2 separate regions of the Mus musculus genome follow, and region 2 is linked to region 1. The links are chromatin contacts, called in public HiChIP or PLAC-seq maps. All regions are on one chromosome and are shown on one strand. Each heading gives the region's core, a stretch centred on a gene start, on an enhancer-like site or on the middle of the called end of the contact. The rest is flanking DNA. Distances are from core to core; before and after follow the strand shown.

What was found. HiChIP or PLAC-seq counts read pairs in DNA pulled down with a chosen protein or histone mark.
Region 2: a FOXA1 HiChIP or PLAC-seq map of pancreatic cancer cells shows a contact between it and region 1. The contact joins two enhancer-like sites. A contact is called at or near these places in 1 of 484 Hi-C or Micro-C datasets (bone marrow-derived macrophages) and 2 of 115 datasets of contacts at active chromatin or transcription factors (bone marrow-derived macrophages and pancreatic cancer cells).

Annotation. Positions count from the first base shown.
Region 1 is chr3:65,313,303-65,317,898 of GRCm38.p6, forward strand. All of the region lies in intron 7 of Kcnab1 (potassium voltage-gated channel, shaker-related subfamily, beta member 1), which reads left to right. Among named protein-coding and RNA genes, the nearest start is that of A330015K06Rik, 13 kb to the left of the region's middle. Within about 2 kb of position 2,744, at least 12 of the 459 cell types and tissues checked have an H3K27ac peak or open chromatin away from gene starts, as enhancers often do. A contact at or near this core is called in pancreatic cancer cells, where this site is marked.
Region 2 is chr3:65,640,344-65,644,939 of GRCm38.p6, forward strand. No RefSeq gene overlaps it. Among named protein-coding and RNA genes, the nearest start is that of Mir8120, 17 kb to the right of the region's middle. Within about 2 kb of position 2,783, at least 17 of the 459 cell types and tissues checked have an H3K27ac peak or open chromatin away from gene starts, as enhancers often do. A contact at or near this core is called in pancreatic cancer cells, where this site is marked.

The DNA of each region.
Region 1 (4,596 bases), core at 1,494-3,993:
TTACCTGGCAATAGCCAGGTATGCCCGACTCATTATAAAAGGGGCTGCCTGCCCCCTCCTCCCTCTCTCTCTCTCTCTCTCTCTCTCTCTCTCTCTCTCTCTCTCTCTCTCTCTCCTGCTCTTGCCTTCCTGCTCCTACTCTCTCCCTGTTCCCTTCCCCCCTCTCTTCATGTACTCATGGCCAGCCTCTACTACTCTACTCTCTCTGTCTGTCTCTGTCTGTCCTGTCTGTCTGTCCCTCTCTCTCTATCTCTCTGTCTCTCTGTCTCTGTCTCTCTCTCTGTCTCTCTCTCTCTCTCTCTCTCTCTCTCTCTCGCCTACCCTCTTGACTCCCCTCCCCATGCCCTGAATAAACTCTATTCTATACTATACCATCATGTGGCTGGTCCCTCAGGGGGAAGGGATGCTTCCCCCATACCTGACTACACCTCCACCAAACATATCCCCTCGCTCTTTACCTTTCTATAAACACATCACTAGTAACCAAACTTAGAGAGGACCCTCTGCTCCTACTACTGAGCATCTCTCTGGCCCCCAGCATAACATTTTTAAACTCTGCATGTAAGTGAGACCACTTGGCATTTGTTTTCTTATATGTTTTATTTTACTTAGAATAATGTTTTGCCACATGGTGGGACTCATGGCTCTAGCTGCATATGTGGCAGAGGAATGGTCTGCATATGGTCCTGTGAAGGCTTGATGCCCCAGTATAAGAATACTAGGACAGGAAGCAGGAGTGGGTGGGTTGGGGAGCAGGGGAAGGGGAGAAGGGGATAGGGGATTTTCAGAGGGGAAACTAGGAAAGGGGAAAACATTTGAAATGTAAATAAAGAAAATAGTAAAAATTAAAATTAAAAAAGAATAATGTTTTGCTTTCCGTATATTATGTTGTCATAAATGATAGGATATAATGTTCTAGTGGCTGAATATAATATGCATGACCTTATAAGATAGATAGATAGATAGATAGATAGATAGATAGATAGATAGATAGTCAGATAGATAGATAGATAATCACATTTTTTTTCATTTATTTGAGGCAATATATATTTCAGCCTATTTACCATTACATAATTGAATCATGACAAAGATGATTACAGTGGTGGTAGATAATGATTTGCTATTGAGTCTCTTCAATGTTCTTGATATCAGTCCTTAGTCAGATGTATATTGGACAAATACTTTTCTTCATTATGTATATCTGTATTGCAGAATTCCATCCAGTTATATTTAAAATAGTTATTGATGGGAAAGGACTCACCCATCATGATGGGTGTTATATTGTTTTTTATGATGTTACTTGTTTTCTATATTGTTTTAGCTCCTCATTTCTTCCTCTCTCAGTGTTTTTGGTTGTGAGTTTTTCTAGTAGTGTTGTCTGGTTCTTTTTTTTTTTTTTTTTTTTTTTTTTGGTTGTTTCGTTTGTCTGTTTGTTTCGGGACAGGGTTTCTCTTGTGTAGTCCTGGCTGTCCTTGAACTCACTCTGTAGACCAGGCTGGCCTCAAACTCAGAAATCTGCCTGCCTCTGCCTCCCAAGTGCTAGGATTAAAGGCGTGCGCCACCACGCCCAGCGATTCTTTATTTTTTGTTATGGTGTAACCGTAGGTTTTCTCTTTGTACTTAATATTAAATATACAAAAAGATTATTTAGTACAAGTTATTTTGAAAATATGGCAACTTAATTTTGATCATAAATATTAAAAATAAAGAAAACCTCAATACATGCACTGTATTCTGTCATATATTTTAATTTCTAATGTTTCATTTCATCTTTTTCTATTGCCTATTTCTTAAAATAGCAGTGTAGTCATTTTCAAATTTTTTGATTTTTAATCCTCATACTAAAGATATTTGGAGTGCCATAGTTAAAGTATTAGAAGACACCACATCTGTCTGAAAACTCACTGCCCGCTTCCAGTGTTTTGTTTACTCAACAATGTCTTGTGCTCGCAAGAATTCCCCTTAGGATTTATTCTAGACTGAGTCTAAGTGGCAAGAATTCCCTTCGCTTCTATTTAGAAATATCCTTTTGTCTCCTCCTCTGAAAGCTTGCTTTGCTGAGTACACCAGCCATTATTATTAATTATTAGTTATTACTATTACTATTATCATGTATTCACTTTACAACCCAATATCAGCCCTTCCTATCCTTCCACTTCCTCCTCTTACACATCCTCCCTCCATTCCTTCTTCTCTTGCTATTTTCACAATTCTCTTCTTTTAACTTTTGAGACCTGATTATAACATGTCAACTTGGGGTAGATTTGGTTAAATCACATCTGTTACCTTTGACTTTCCTCCATCTGGGTATTTGGTTCTCTCTCTAGGTTTGGAAAGCTTTTTGTTACTATCTTTTTTAGGAAATACATTAATATCGTCATACATTTTTATGTATATACAAACCTATGTGTGAATCATGCTTATTCCTATAAAACCAGTTTTTAATATACTTTATTTATTAAATGTGTTCTTTGATAACGCATTTTATACGAATGCATTGCATAATACATTCGGGTTACTCTCTCTTCCTCCTCTCCCATCTTCCTCTTCCTCTGTCTAACTCCCTTCTAGCTGCAAGTCGCTTTCTCAAATTCTGGTCCTTTTGTTTTGTTTTGTTTTGTTTTGTTTTGTGACACCCTGAGTTTCACTAAGGCAGTCATGGGATAATGTGTGAGTCACACATGGGTATACAATGAAATATAATGGCTGAGCCTCTCCCAGAGTCCACTAGTAGCCAATAGTTCAGTAGGGAGGGGTAGGGCCCACGAGCCCCTCCCTTATCCATGTTTAACTGATGTCAAGGCGAGTGTTATACAAGACAGCCTCAGCTGCTGGGAAATCACAGTTGCATTGATCGTGGCATACCCAGAAATTAGCCTTTCACAGCCTTTCCGGCTCTTGTATACTTTCTGACCCTTCTGTCTATAACGATCCTGGAGCATCAGAGAGGAGGTAGAGATGTCCTGTTCAGGCCTGAGCACTAGACTGTCACTTTTTCTCAGCATGTTATTATATTTTTATAAGTTTTATCTCTTAAAATTTATGCATATGTATTTGTGTCTGTGTGAGTAGATGCCACATGTGCAGGGAAGAAGAGTCAAGGTCAGAAAGGAGCTAGAGTTACAGGCTATAGATGCCACCCAACTCTGCTAGGAATTGAACTGGGGTCCCTGGTAGAGAAGAAAAGACTTATTAGCTGCCGAAGCCATCTTTCCATCCCCTTGTTACTTTTAGTAAATGTTTAACTCTAGGATTCCGAAACCCTCACTGAAACCCCAAACCTGAGTATCTCTTCTTTTCATGATGTTCTGAGACCCTGCGAGCTTTCCTCATTCCTTTTCACTTTCTTCCTCCTGGATATATTCAAATATCTTGACTTCAAGTTCACTGCCCCTGCTGTTAGGTGGATTCTCTGTGGATGCTGTCAGTTCCCTCTTCATCTGCTCTGCATTTCAGCTCCAGGAGTTGTTACAGGTTCTAAAAATGATTTTACTTTCTGTAGCAAGGTTTCCTGGTGATTACTCAATTGTTTCTCCAGAGATTTTATTTTGTTGTTGTTATGGTTGTTGTCTGCTTTTATTTCTCATTTTCAAGACAGGGTTTGTCTGTGTAGCCCTGGCTGTCCTGGAGCTCCCTCTGTAGACCAGGCTGGCCTTGAACTTAGATATTTGTCTGCTTCTACATCTCAAGTGCTGGAAAAAGGGTGTGCTCCCACCACCACCACCCAGATTCTCTTGTGCTTTTAAGGATCATGTTTCAGTAGGTTATTTCTAATGTATTATCCACCCCTGGACCAGTTCTGGCATACATATACATATACATGTACATATACATATTTTTTGAGATTATAATTATGTCACTTCCTCCTACCCTTTCCTCCCTTCAAACCCTCCTATACATCTTTCCTTGCTTTCTTCCAAATGCATGGCTTCTATTTTTCATTATTTGTTGTCACAAATATATACATACACACATACATACATACATGCACACATACACACAGAGACACATGCATGCATACATATACACATGGACACACACATATATACATGGATATACACAGACATACAGACACACACAAACATACACATATATACATATACACACATATATATGTATATACATATACACACACAGAGACACACATACACAGACATAGATACACAAACACATACACAGACATACAGACACAGACACACACGCACACATACACATACATGCATACATACACACACATACACAAACACACAGACACATGCACATACACATATATATAGTCTTACATTCATAAATACAACCTACATAATGTTACTTTTATGTACATTTTCAGGGCTGTCCATTTGGTATTAGATAACCAATTGGTGTGTTCTTTCTTGAGAAAGACTATTTCTCCAACTCTTGCTTGACCATTACACAAAACAGGATCTCATTAACTCAGACAAGCTTCTAAGTTGCAATCCTCCTGCCTCAACATACTTAGTGCTGGAAGTACAGCCATGTGTCACCATGCTCAGCTTCTCTGTATCTTCTTGAAGTTCACGACTTTCCATCAAATAACTGTTTTGAATTCTTGTCCAAGAGGCCAACATATCCACC
Region 2 (4,596 bases), core at 1,533-4,032, 330 kb after region 1:
CTTCTCGAGTGCTGGAACTAAAGGCGTGTGTCACCACTGCCCACATTCAGTTCCATGTTTTAACTAACAAATGACATTGGTAAAATTTTAGTTGCCATGGTGTATTTTCTCTAAGTTTACATACTACAACCAGCCTTGCTAAGTTTTCACCGTGACTTGTGCAAATAACAGGTGCACCTCAGTATCCATGACCATTCTGGTCGCTTCCTTCAGAGACAGTAACGGTTTGTCAGTATGCGTCTGTCTTTCAGCTCACAGAGAGCTCGGTGTTCAGTTGTATTGTCCTTGTCTCTTAGTGGACAGCCCCGGTGCTGATTTTAAAGCAGAGCAATCAAAACAGTGAACTGTCCCAAGTGATGGTGATAGTAGACGGGGGTGGAGTGTGGGGGGGAAAGGGGGTACAGACCGCAAGTGCAGTTACAGACCGGAGCTGACCGTGGTCGTATTGACACTGCTGAAGCTTGGGGGACTGTGGATGTGCAGCCAGAGGAACTCATCCATGCAAAGGAAAGGATGGATATGTCCCAGAGGAAGTAACAATAAACTAATGCTGGTGACATCAAAGAGAAGGAAATGGATTATTGAAAAAAAAGTATAATTAAAGAATTTTCATTTTTGTACACCATGGGCCCATTTTGATGAGGAAAGTTCTCATTTATTTTTGCATGCTTTTCTATGGTAATTTCCATCATTATACTGGTACTTTAAAATTTTTAATAAATATTCTATTTTATGTGTATGAGTTTTGCCTGTGTGTATGTCTGTGCACCACTTGCATGCCTGATGCCCTTGAAACCCAGAAGGTTTGGATCTGCTAGATTTACAATCTAGAGTTAGAGATAGTTATGACATGGGAGCTGGGATTTGAACCCAGGTCCTCTGGAAAAGCAACCAGTGCTCTTAACCACTGAACTATCTCTCTAACCCAAAATGGTTTTGTTGTTGTTTTCTTTTTTGTTCATTTGTCTTGTTTTGCCCTTTATCAAAAGACACAATTGGAAGCAGTCAATGGAGAGATACATAGCTGGGCAAAGTAAGGACAATCAGATACTGGGTGCTCAGCCCTAATGGGACATGAATATTACTCCCTCACACTATCCCACACACACTCCCCTCCCTTCCCCTGTGTTACCCTTCCACAGGACGCTGAGAACATCTCCGAAGAGAAGGTAGATTAGACTCAAGAGCTGCAGGATGAAGATTCCTCTGTGAAATGCTGTCTTTTACACAAGACATAGCTGTCACACAATGAACTCACAGTAGTTGTGACTTCCATACCTGCCCCTTCCCCTACTAAGGAGCTATTGTCAGCTGATAGTTTCTGGGGAGGAGAATCATTCCTTTTGAGCATATGGCTACTGAAAGGATTCGCATGATCCAGTGCATAGCCCTACACCCTTGCACATACGGGCAGCACCAACCAGCAAAGTGTATTATTAAAAAGAAAAAAAAATGAGGAGGCATGAAGTTAGGAGGGGAATGTGTTAGGGAGATATGGGAGGAGTTAGATAGGGAAATGGGGATATGTGTAAACACATAAACATCATCATATATATGTATAAATTCTCAATCGTGAAGAATATTTTTTAAATCAAAAGAACATATTTCTTGCAAAATTATCTTGAATGAGAGTTGCATAATCATTATTTACAAGAGTTTGTTTATTGTTCTTTGGTGGGTTTGTTGGTTTTTATTTGACAAAGTCTCACTGTGTAGCCTGGGCAGCCTTGAACCTGATATCTTCCAGTGTCAGCTTCTGGAATGCTGGGATTCCAAGTGTGCGTACCACATCACACCTGGATCAGTTTCTGTATGAAGAGGCCACTTTTATAAAACCCTTCTGCTGTATGTATGAAGGTGTGTGTGTGTGTGTGTGTGTGTGTGTGTGTGTGTGTGATACTTCTTACAATTAAACTGTCCAGATTTTAAAAAGCAATTTGTTTTTCCATGTTCCTGTTACTCTCCACAAATACCCTATAGGTGCTTCTGGCTTAAGGGCCTTCTGATGGTAGAGAGCTCTGTCACCATAGTATCACATACAAAATACTTTGTCTTAATTTTTTTTTGTTGCTTTTTTTAATTGTTTGTTTTGTGTGTTTGTTTGTTTGTTTGTTTGTTTGTTTTTGTCTTGTTTTTGGGCAGGGTCTTCCTATGTAGCCCTAGTTGTCCTGGAACTCACTATGTAGATCAGGCTAGCCTCGAACTCACAGAGCTCCACCTACTTCTGCCTCCAAAGTTCTGGGATTAAAGGTTTTTACCACTACACCTGGCGTCTTAAAATTTCTAATTTGCTCGAACGATAGCCCATCAGTTACAAAAGGCTTTTCCAGGAAATGCTGTGTGACTGTGAACCCTCAAGGATAGAGGCTGTGATGGAGAAGGCAACCAATCCATTTGCAAGTCCTCCATGGGAGGGCTGTTGTCACTCTTACTTGAGCAAAGGTAATATAAGCTTTACAATTGTCTTTGTTGATAATAAAATGTGCTTTTGAGAACTCATTTCCCCAACAAATATATGTATATGTGCTATTCAATGGAAGATTTCATTTGAATCCACTGCTGAGCAGAAGGTATCATGCTTTCTGATACACCTCTCTGTCCCTCCCTTCCTCCCTCCCTTTGCCTTGATAGCCTGAGAATTATGTGTTAAAACTTCATTTTAAAATGTAATGAGATGGATGATAAGGATGAATGGTGTGAAACACTATCTTCAGGGCATGGCATAGCCATTGTAACTACCGACTCTCAACAGCTGCAATTTTCTGTACTGGGCGTGCCCTAGATTGAATGCAGCAATAGTTAGTCAGGGGTAGGGAAGGGTGCACATGGTCCTGCCCTTCCCCTGGGAACTCTTGCCAATTGATGACTTCTCATGCTTACAAGCTTTTGTTGTGTAAACCTTGTTCCTTGATTTAAAACTATTGGTTAAATAGAATTAGCTATAGCCAATTACTGGAGGGATTGGAGGTAGGTGGGTTAGGAGTGACCTGGTTGGAGAAGAGACCAGGAGGAGGAGAAGGAGGAGGAAGAGCAAGAGGAGAGGAGGAAGCCGCCATGAGGAGAGATGGACAAAGGGCACATGGCCAGGAGAAACAGCAAGTATCTGGGGTACACTGCTAGGGAGGAGCCAGGCCAGCAGTGAGAAGAGTAGATTAGGGGTTACCCCTAAGTAATTGTCAGACCTAATAAAGTAAGTATAGTCTGAGTCTGTTTGTGTAAGGTAGCCGGGGATAAGCTTAGATTGGTTGTACAACAGATGGATGCTGACTGAGAGATGATCATTGTCTTCAGTTGTGTACTCACGGGTGAACTCATCAGCTACCAGAGAATAGTCCCTTAGCCTGTATTAGTTATTATTCTATCGCCATGATAAAAATGTCATAGCCAAGGCAACTTGTAGAAGAGAAAGTTTATTTTGGCTTAGAGTTGACTCAGTGTCCATCACTGTGGGGTGGGGCATGGCAGCAAACAGAGCAAACTAGAAGGGAGGCAAAGCTATATGTTTTCAGAGCCACCCCCAGTGGTGTACTTCCTTCAGCACAGCCAAGCTAAACTTTCTCAAAGAGCATCAGTCACTAGAGATCAAGTGTTCAAATGCCTGACCCTTTGGGGGGGACATTTCTCATTCAAACCACAGTAATAACACTCACAGTCACACAAATGCTCTTGGATAAACTCAGTGAGTCACAAGCCAAATGAACAGACATGAATATGGGAAATGGATTTGTAGGGGGGGGGGGGGTTGAGATGGGAGGGAGACTAAAGGTCCTGAGGAGAGAGTAGTGAGACTGCATTGCATGCAGATGTAAAATTGTCAGAGAATAACTATTTTAAAGATAAAACGAAGAAATTTAAACATAAACAACGCCAGGCATGATGGCACAGCTTTTAATCCCAACACTCAGGAGACAGAGATAGGTAGTTCTTTGTGAGTTTGTGGCCACATAGGGAATTTCAGGCTAGCCAGGGACTACATAGAGAGACTTTGCCTCAAAACCAAAACCAAACTAACAAACAAGACACCAAAAGAGGACAGGTATTGTGGTTCACACCTTTAGTCTCAGCACTCAAGAGGCAGAGGCATTATAATCTCTGTGAGTTTAGGACAGCCTGGTCTAAATAATAATTTCTAGGCCACCTGGTCTATATAAAGAGACTCTTTGTCCAAAATCAATCAATCATGCTGTTTATTCATTGAATTTAAATTTTTGATATATGTTCTTATTTTAGATTTCTTGCCTTGTGCTATTCACAATGCCCTGGTTGTTCACTCTGCCTTTCTTCGAATCTTTACACTTATCTTCCTTCTCTTTAAACTAAGATCAATTCATTTAGAAGATCAACTGTACTTAGCTAGTGCCCAGGTAACACAGTTCCTGAAACAAATGTGCTTGGGACCTGAGATGAACAATTCTGTCCATAAATGGGGCTTTGTTGATATTAGGTCTCCCAGAGATGTCCTTCTCCTAGGAGCTTAACCACCCTGTGGATTCAGTCATTTAACAAATATTTATTGAGCACCTGCTATGTGTGAGAGCTGTAGATATGGTGGTGACCAAGATAAATAACCTCATGTTTTCATTGAGGTTACATTTT